Regions from separate parts of the Gossypium hirsutum genome. Here regions 2 and 3 are each linked to region 1. The links are chromatin contacts, called in public Hi-C maps. All regions are on one chromosome and are shown on one strand. The core of a region is the stretch at or near the end of the contact, and the rest is flanking DNA. Distances in the headings are between cores, read along the strand shown. Region 1 holds the start of LOC107897544 (tubby-like F-box protein 3). Region 2 holds the start of LOC107896131 (classical arabinogalactan protein 25). Region 3 holds the start of LOC107897549.

Region 1 (2,988 bases), core at 101-2,600:
GTAGGAGAGAATCCTTTGGACCAGGCTGCAAATTAGATTCGTAAGTTAATGAAATTCGAAATAAATCGATAAATAGAAACACAAACTAAAGCTACTTAGCTTCTATATACAACACATAACTTGACACGGTTTCGGGGGCATACACTTAACACTCGCACCTCAATCCGAGCAATATAATTCCATAGCTTTTAACCGAATGTAAAGAGTATAATAGTAGTTGAAGAAAGGAGCTTGCTTGCAGACATGGGGATAGTGGTGGCAGCTAGCTAATGATTAGTGTTAGCTCAACACTAGTTGAAAAAGCTAAAAGTGGTCCCAAAACTTGAACCACTCTTCAAGTGGAAGTCTATCTATTAAGCTATTGCATAAAGGAAACAATGATTAGAGAGAACCATGATGGTCCCAAAACACTTTACTGATAATGTGAACTTGCCTTGTCTAGTGGTCGAATACATGGTAGACACAAATGGTTCAAAACACATGCTAGATCCAAATCTCACCCCCCCTCCCCCCGAAAAAAAAGAAAAAAAAACTCACCAAAACATACATCTCTATAAGCAAATGGACAAGATCCTTAGTCAAGTTTCCTAATCTATGGAACTCAAAGGCATATCCATTGGGACCTTCGTATCTCCAAAAATCAGATCAACAGGCACACAATTTTCAATTCAAGATCCCCAAGAAGATAAAATCCTCAGAAAACATGGGAAGAGACCACCTTTCCAACCCTTGAATGAAAATAAAAATACCCAGAAAATAAGAAACTAGGAACCGAACCTGTTTAACAGAGATGGGGAAAGTCAATTTCCCAGAAAGTTGAGGAAGTTTAACAATCTGTTGAATAATAAACCTCCAACACCTGCAAACACCAGCACAAGCCACCACATATTTCCTTTGAGGCCAAATACTTTCGGATTCTTCAATCCTTAAAAGAACTTCCCATAATAATTCTTGAGGCAGGTTAGCCCAACAGCAGCCACCCTCAGCCTCCACTTCATTGGGAGTTTGCAGTTGGTCTTGAACCACCCGGCGTGACCTTAACCTGGCAATGCACTTTATCGCCATCAATAAGCACTTAACTGGAGATTTTTTCTTTTAGTGGGAATTTGGTTTACTGTGTTTTTGCATGAAAATTGGTTGGTTTTTTGGAGGAATATATTGAGGAAAGAGATGGAGATTTGGATAGGGAAATGGAAATGGAAATTTCCAACTTTTTCAAGTGTTCAGCGTTTTGAGCAAAATTAAAGAAGACTTATTTGGTGTAAACTTTAGACGGTTTTTATGGGGAAAAGTTTGCACCTTTCCCACTTTCAACGTTTTCTAATATTAAAAACATGTCCCTTTTCTCTTCTTTTTTGTTATTATTTTTTTAAGAAAAGTTGTTTATAATGCATAAATTTATTTTTGTTGAGTAAAGACTTAATTATAATAAATTGCATGATTTATTTACAAATATTAAATTAATTTTTTTATTGGTTCATAAATCTTAATTTGTAATTAAAAATTATTTATTGGTTCATAAAAAAATTTGTATTAGTAGATGCATTGTTTTCTTATTAGAATTGGTATGTATAAATAGTATGGGTAGGTTTGGATGGTTGATTGGGTGTGGTATGGTGCGGTGTATTTAGCTTACTTTTTGTCTCATGCTATAGTATCGTTACAGTATCTAATCTCACAGTCACCACTATTTTTACATTAATCGCAGGTAAACATATTGTCTATCCAAACTTACCCTAATTAATTTGTTATATCATTTTGAATTTATCGATAATTTTTAAAATATATTTAATATATGTATATAAAATATTTAAAAATGTCAAATAAATAATATTAAATAAAGTTTAAATATAAAATATTTATGCATCACAATGTTGTGATAGAAAAGGCTTTATCATATAATATCATAATAGTAAAAAGTTAGAAATTTTACATTTTTAATATTGTTCATATACTAACCGGTGCATGATGTTTTGGTTGGGAGGAATAGGTTAGTGCAATTAAATCTATCTATCTATACTATTATTTAATAATTGAATTGGTGATACGAGTTAATTGGCATCAATTCAGTTAGAGAAATTATAGAAATGTCTATCCTTAATTATTTATAATTTGAGGGTATTTTAATCTTTTTTATTTTAACAAAAATCAATAAAAAATTGCATATATTGGGATTAGAACCTACACCAATTGAATTAGTCAAATATTAAATTTACCATTTAACCAAATTTTTATTTTAATATGTACAATTTATTTTTTCGTCAATTGTATATCTATATTTCTATTTAAACTTTTTAATGAGTTAGTGTCATGAGTCAACTGAGCACCTACTCGGTTAGGAAAATTACAAAAATATTTTTCTATGATTAAATTAAGTTATATTATTCGTTGATAAAAAATATATTATTCGAGGGTATTTTAGTCTTTTTATTTTTTAACAAAAATCAATAAAAATATGTATATGGTGGGATTTGAACCCATACCTGAATTAATAAAATCTTAAATTTACTACTCAAATCAAAGTTTATTTTAATTTATTTTATACATTTTTATTTTTAACATGCAAAATTTATTTATAGAAAATAAAAAATTATCCATAATGAGGTTTAAACCAAATGATTATGCATATAAAACTTTGATTTTTACCATTTGAACTAAAACAATTTTTAATTTTTAACTTGATGTATTTTTGTCTTTAAATTTTGTTTTACTCACAATTTAATCTAACTTTTTTATTTTAATGTTATACATATTTCATGTGCTATTATTAGTTAGTTTCAATTTACAAACCATACATTGAAGTTTTTTCAAGTTTTATTTATGCTCGTTTTAGTCCTTCCATTGCTAAAACTTTTGCCATTAGGGAGGCCTGTCAAGGTTAAAATCTTTGGCCTTCGATAGTTTTATAGTTAAGTCGGATTATCTACTTGTAATTTTGATTTTTTTCACCCCAATCATTTGATTTTTCTAAATTAGATGTGTTGTTAC
Region 2 (2,859 bases), core at 159-2,658, 130 kb after region 1:
GTAAAGTGTATAAAATGTAATCTCACTCCTACTATAAGGACTTCTATGATACTTTTACTTAGGGTGTTCAAATGGTAAGTTCGATTAATACCCAAACCGAATTGCTCTTAACTAAAATTTATATATTTTTTATTTTTTGATTAAAATAAGTATAAAATATATAAAAAAACATTGCTAATATTCATTTTCTTTTTTAATAGTTTTAAAAAAATTAAATAGAAATGAAAATAACAAATAAGACATTAAAAACACTACATAAATCTTAAAAGTTAACAACCAAACAAATAGTTAAAAATTATATATAATTTATATTATTTATTCAGTTAATTGTTTAATTTAATTAATTACTCAATTTCGAACTGGATTAACTAATAATTAAAATTTTAAAAAATTATTAATCGACCTCCGATTAATTAACCGAATTAAATTAATTTAGTTGATTAATTCAATTTTAATTGAATTATAAACATCCCTATTTTTCCTATATCATTCTCTTTAAAATTTGATGTAATACTTGAAAATAAATGTTTAAAATTTAGATTTAGATTGAGATTAATTTATTATGTAAAGCATAAAAATAAATAGTACTCAATTCACACCATTCTTAAAATTTAAATCCAAATTTTAAAATTCAAAGTTTTCACTAAAGGATTTTAAAAGCCATGATAGCTTTAATAGCGAAGAACAACACATGATTCATGATTCTCAATCATACACTGTAGTTCGGATTTTATTACAGTAGCTAGCTAGATACATTATAATGATGCACCATGGCAGTTGAAACAAAAAATAATAATAAATGAAGGAAGATGAGCAAATTAAAGAGTAAAGTATTACAATCAACAAATGAATTTACAGTAGGTGCAGTAAGCAGTAAGGTACTACCAGAACCGAAAAAGTTGTCAAGTGTAGAGACGAAAGCAAAAATATTGGAGATGAAGAAGAAACCGGCAATGGTCCGAACGGTTCGAACGCGGAGGTTGGACCGGGGGCGATGAAATCGTCGGGGTTAGGGGGACTTGGGGTGGAAGGGATGGTGGGCATCGATGAGCCAGTAGTAGGCACCACTCCACCAGGAGATGGCAACAAAGGAGCAATATCAGGTGATAATGGTTGGAAAGGGGACAATGGAGGATCCGACACTGATACTGGTGATGCTGATATCGTTGGGGTATCTGAACTCAGCCGAGAAGCTAAAGATGGCAAAGGTGATGAAGCAATGAAATACATGATCATGATGGGTAGTAAGAGAAAGCAAAAGGAGGCCATTTCCTAATGATGAAGAAATCAAGGTTGAGTGTCAAATGTTATATATAATATGTGGGTAAATGAAGAAGGGGTTGTAGTGAAGAAAAGCAAAAAGGAAAGGTAGGAGAAAAAGGAGTGAGGCTTTAGGTAAGAGGGAGTAGGGAGTGATGATGGAGTCCCTTAAAAAGGAAAGACTAAGGGTATCTCTATTGGGACCCAAATTGTAACGTGGCAAATTACAAGGCGTCAGTGGTGAGAAAATACAGGTTGGCAATGTAGAAAAGAAGAGAACAGAAAAAAGATGAGTGATTTTTTGTTTTTTGGTGTGACATGTTCGTTAGCTGATGATTCTTCCTTTACAGCCCGTGACTTCGGCAAATCCTTATATTTTGGCTAATCAATTTCAACTGTGCTTAATTTTTATAGGAATAATGTTAAACCCCGCTTTTAATATTTATATATTTTATTAATTTACTCTTTATTTTCTTTTTAAGTTAAATTTAATATTTAACTTTTTAAAAAAGAGTTAAATTATTTTTTTAATGTACATATTGACTATATTGTTAATTTTTTAATAATGTTGGTATAAGAACCCGTATACCACTCCATATATATTATCATGTTGACATAATATTATTTGTCTTATATGCCATATCAACAAATAATTTTAAAATATAAAAATAAAAATTATTTAAATTTTAAAAAATATAAAAATTTTTATAAAAATTTAAAAATTAGTATGAACTACATGTAGATTATTATTCGAACTACTATATTTAAAAATTTAATATTTTAATTAATATTTCTATTAGGAAACAATAATTTAATTCTTTTTAACAGGTTGATGGTCAAATTTAATTATTTTAAAAAATTAAAAGGTCAAATTTAATTAAAAAAAGTGAGAATAATTTTTTTAAAATTTGAAATAATCTTTTTTTTTCTCATGTAAGGGGTTTCTTTTTCATTTATTTTAGTTTTTTCGTTTGAATTGAGGAAAGTTTAAATTACTCTAAAAAGTTTGTTTCCCACCTCATGATAGTATTGAAAAGTTAAAACCCTACAGTCTCGTACACGATCATTTTGAAAAATAATGAACATAATAAATTATACATTTAAATATTATTAATATAAGATTTAACTGGTACCCAAGAAAAAATGATTTTACCAAAAAAAATATTACTAATATAAGAAATTATACATTTAAACAATTATTTAAATTTGAATTATTATACACGTGTGGACCTTTAATTATTTCATTTTGTGTATATGTTATATATGGATTTTATCCAATTTTTTATATATAATATTCGAAGTAGAAGATGTGGATAACATTATTTGAACCCATGATACATGGGTGTTTGGCAAGAAATTTAACCACCACTCCATTTGAATCAAGTTTTGTCCCTTGTTCTTTGTACTAATTTGATTTTACATTATACAATCAACCATCTCTGTAATAGTCTCCGCTAAGATACATGCATGGATGGGGTGGAATTTATTAAAATTAATTTAATTAAGCTGCTAATTTTCAAATTAGGAAGATCAATTGACTTGCGATGAATTTTTGCATGGAATCTAAGCATTTTTTAGTTGAGATGTCTACATACCGTT
Region 3 (2,970 bases), core at 119-2,618, 230 kb before region 1:
CAGTGGTGTCAATGCCTTCCCCGGACCGCCTATCGGCAAAATCTGATTAATCTTATCCTCTTTCAAAACACAATCTGAAATGAAGGAAGCCAAATCTTGTTCACTAATTGGCTTACAAGCACATAATTTGCCATCACCAAACATCACATAAGGCTTTCCATCTTTCACTAAGTCAACTTGACCCCCTAAACTCTTAAAGAATGCAGTTGGCCTAACAATACTGTAAGTAAACCCGTCATCTCCTTCGGCTTCTTTCATCAATTCGGCCTCAAATTTCAGCTTAGCTCGCTGGAATTCGAGGAGGGGTTTTTGGACACAAATGGCAGATAGCAACACAAAATGTGAAGCCCCAAATTTCTTACCAGCGACAAGGCTGTTCTTTGTAGCTTCGTAATCAATTTTCCATGAATCCTTAACACCACCAGTACGGCTAGCAAGACAAGAGACAACAACATCAATGGGAAACCCTAAATTTTTCACAGAATTCTCCAAAATGTCGAAATTGGTGACATCAGAGAAACATACATTAGCTCCATTTAAATCACTCAAAGTATCTTCCTTGCTGTTTTTGCCTCTAATCCCACTTCTTTCCCTAGCAATGGCTATAACATTAAACCCTCTATTGACCAACTCTTTCACCACAAATTTCCCCATATAACCGGTAGAACCCACCACCAAAACATTGATGTCTTTTGGGTTCTTGTTTCTAAATGAAGCTGATACAGCTGTTTCAACAGGCTTTGTTGCTAAAGCTTTAACAAGTTTAAACCTTTCTACATTAAAGGGTATTGATTTTGAAGTAAAACTAGCTGGTTTTACCTGGATTTGATTGATGAACTGAGAACTGAAACGTGTTTTGTGAGTTCGGGACTTTGGTGAGTGAACAGTGAAGGCATTGAAAGATAAACAAAGTGACATTTTCTTTTACCTAAGAAGAGAAATCTGGGGAAACTGGTCTTTGTCACTCAAAATTAAAGACAGAAAGGGAAAGAAAATGTGGGAACATTTGAGGTGAATGATGAACAAGATTGGAGGTTTCCATGGCCAGTAAAGTTCCTCCAGCTAAAAGAAAAATCTAATGAAGATTGGTGGTGGATAACATTGATGATAGCCCCAGCTGATAAAAGAATTATATAGAATTGCTCGTTTTCTCCATAGATAGTGATAAATATTAATTTCATCCCCCTAACTTTTCAAACTTTCTTTCTTAGTCCCTGGGCCCAATGGGCTGTCTGTGGCCAAGAAATGAAAAGGCCTTTTTATATATGTATATGTAGTGTTATAAATATTAGGCCCAAAAAGACCATTTGAGCCCAGGGACAAATCTTGTAGTTGAAAGCTGAAACGACGCTGTTTCATTCATATTGTTATTATAGGAGTCAATAATAGGTATAACTATCTGATTCTTAACTTCAATATTCACTTGAAGAAGAAAACAAATTCCCATACCAAAAATAAAATTATTTTATCAATCATTAATTTTTATTTTTCAGTTTTAGCCGATAACAAAAAAACCATGAATGAATCTGATTATACATACAGTTCAATCCCAAACGATGTAGCTCTCAAAATTGCTTCTTCCCTTGAGGTAATTTGCTTCCTCTTCATTTCCATCCTTTCTTTTCTTCTTTCTGGGTATCGGTGGAATCTAAACATGGTTTCCGGGTCGTCTGGTTTTTAGGTGACTGATCTTTCCTGCTTGAGTTGTTGTTCTCGGGTGTGGAGGGATTTATGGGGCTCCGATTGTTTATGGGAACCCTTATTTAAACAAAGATGGCCTCTTTTATATGAAGATGTCTTGAAAGTCCCCGACTTCAAGGTGTTTTTTTTTTAAGTTTTATTTATGGTAATTTAGCTTTGGAATTGTTGGTTTTGGCTTAATTGCAATGGGTGTTTCGAGTTCTTTTGCGGTTTATCATTCAAGTTGAAACTGTTAGTGTTGAAGTAAATAAATGTAATTAAATATGTTAGGCAAATTCAATTGTTTGTATTGATATGAAAATTGTTGAGAAAAAAAAATTAAAAATGATGCTAGGGTTGGAGGGGATTTTACATAAAGCAGCACAAGGAGATGAAGGATCAAGCTGATTCGGTTATTAAATTTGTAGAAAATTGTTTGCAATCCGAATCAATCCAGGTCAACGACTATCTGAAAGCGATTGAATGCCAGAAATTGATGGGGTTCGGGTTTAAAGATGTTCAAATGTTGCTGCTCAAACCAAAGCTGAATGTTTTGCTTAACCTGGTTGGACTTCATTACTGCCTTAACATCCTTAAAGTGCCGGTAACTTTTCATGCTTTATGTATTTTTCATGCATTTTTTTCTTGTATGCTTGTTTTGTTTACATCGTGGAATTAGTGTTCTTAGATGGTCACAAGCGCAGCTGAAAGCTAAACCAGCGTGGCTGCTTTTAGATAATGGTTTCTCTATAGATTTTGAATCTGTATTTCTAGATATGTTAATGCTACACATGTTAGAACTAAAAAAATTATGAATGATACCAAGCAGGCTTCGGATGTCATGGAAGCGCTCAAGAGTAGCAACATTAAAAACCGCCAAATTTGTATCAAATGGTGGAAGCTCGGCAGATGGTTCTATGGATTCCGTATGCGGGATGAATTCCATTTTCGATGTCTCTCTCTAGAAGATCTTGCATCGTCAAAAGACGATTTAGACGGGCTGGGGGTGCTTCAACGAGGAGCCATTCATGAGGTTTTACAAGTTCAGATATCCATTGTTAGTTCCAGAAGCAATCCCTGGGCCTAATCAAAGCTCGCAAGCACCAGTTTAAACAATGGGGAGAATAAGGTAAAAGAATCATAGAGGTCTTTGTATTAAGAGTCAGATTATAGTTTGTCCCTTTCAGATTATAGTTTGTCCCTTTTACTCAAAAAATGGATAAATTAATCACTGTATGTTAGATTAAAAAGTAAATTGATGATTCTGTTAAAAATTCAATCGATTTTATC

What was found. Hi-C and Micro-C count contacts between places; a contact is called where the count stands out from the background.
Region 2: a contact with region 1 is called in a Hi-C map of leaf, with 1.6 times the contacts expected there. The contact joins the promoter of LOC107896131 here to the promoter of LOC107897544 in region 1. A contact is called at or near these places in 5 of 34 Hi-C or Micro-C datasets (callus and leaf).
Region 3: a Hi-C map of leaf shows a contact between it and region 1, with 2.6 times the contacts expected there. The contact joins the promoter of LOC107897549 here to the promoter of LOC107897544 in region 1. A contact is called at or near these places in 12 of 34 Hi-C or Micro-C datasets (anther, callus, hypocotyl and 2 more).

What each region holds. Positions count from the first base shown.
Region 1 is chrA10:22,332,056-22,335,043 of Gossypium_hirsutum_v2.1, forward strand. It overlaps LOC107897544 (tubby-like F-box protein 3), which reads right to left and starts at 1,351. Exons shown (of 5, transcript XM_016823032.2): 1 at 778-1,351; 2 at 1-25. The coding sequence starts at 1,065.
Region 2 is chrA10:22,462,661-22,465,519 of Gossypium_hirsutum_v2.1, forward strand. It overlaps LOC107896131 (classical arabinogalactan protein 25), which reads right to left and starts at 1,409. Exons shown (of 1, transcript XM_016821260.2): 1 at 700-1,409. The coding sequence starts at 1,269. The coding sequence ends at 853.
Region 3 is chrA10:22,101,704-22,104,673 of Gossypium_hirsutum_v2.1, forward strand. It overlaps LOC107897549, which reads left to right and starts at 1,369. Exons shown (of 4, transcript XM_016823036.2): 1 at 1,369-1,588; 2 at 1,682-1,819; 3 at 2,036-2,284; 4 at 2,510-2,970. The coding sequence starts at 1,517. The coding sequence ends at 2,767. It overlaps LOC107895769 (divinyl chlorophyllide a 8-vinyl-reductase, chloroplastic), which reads right to left and starts at 1,140. Exons shown (of 1, transcript XM_041078985.1): 1 at 1-1,140. The coding sequence starts at 918.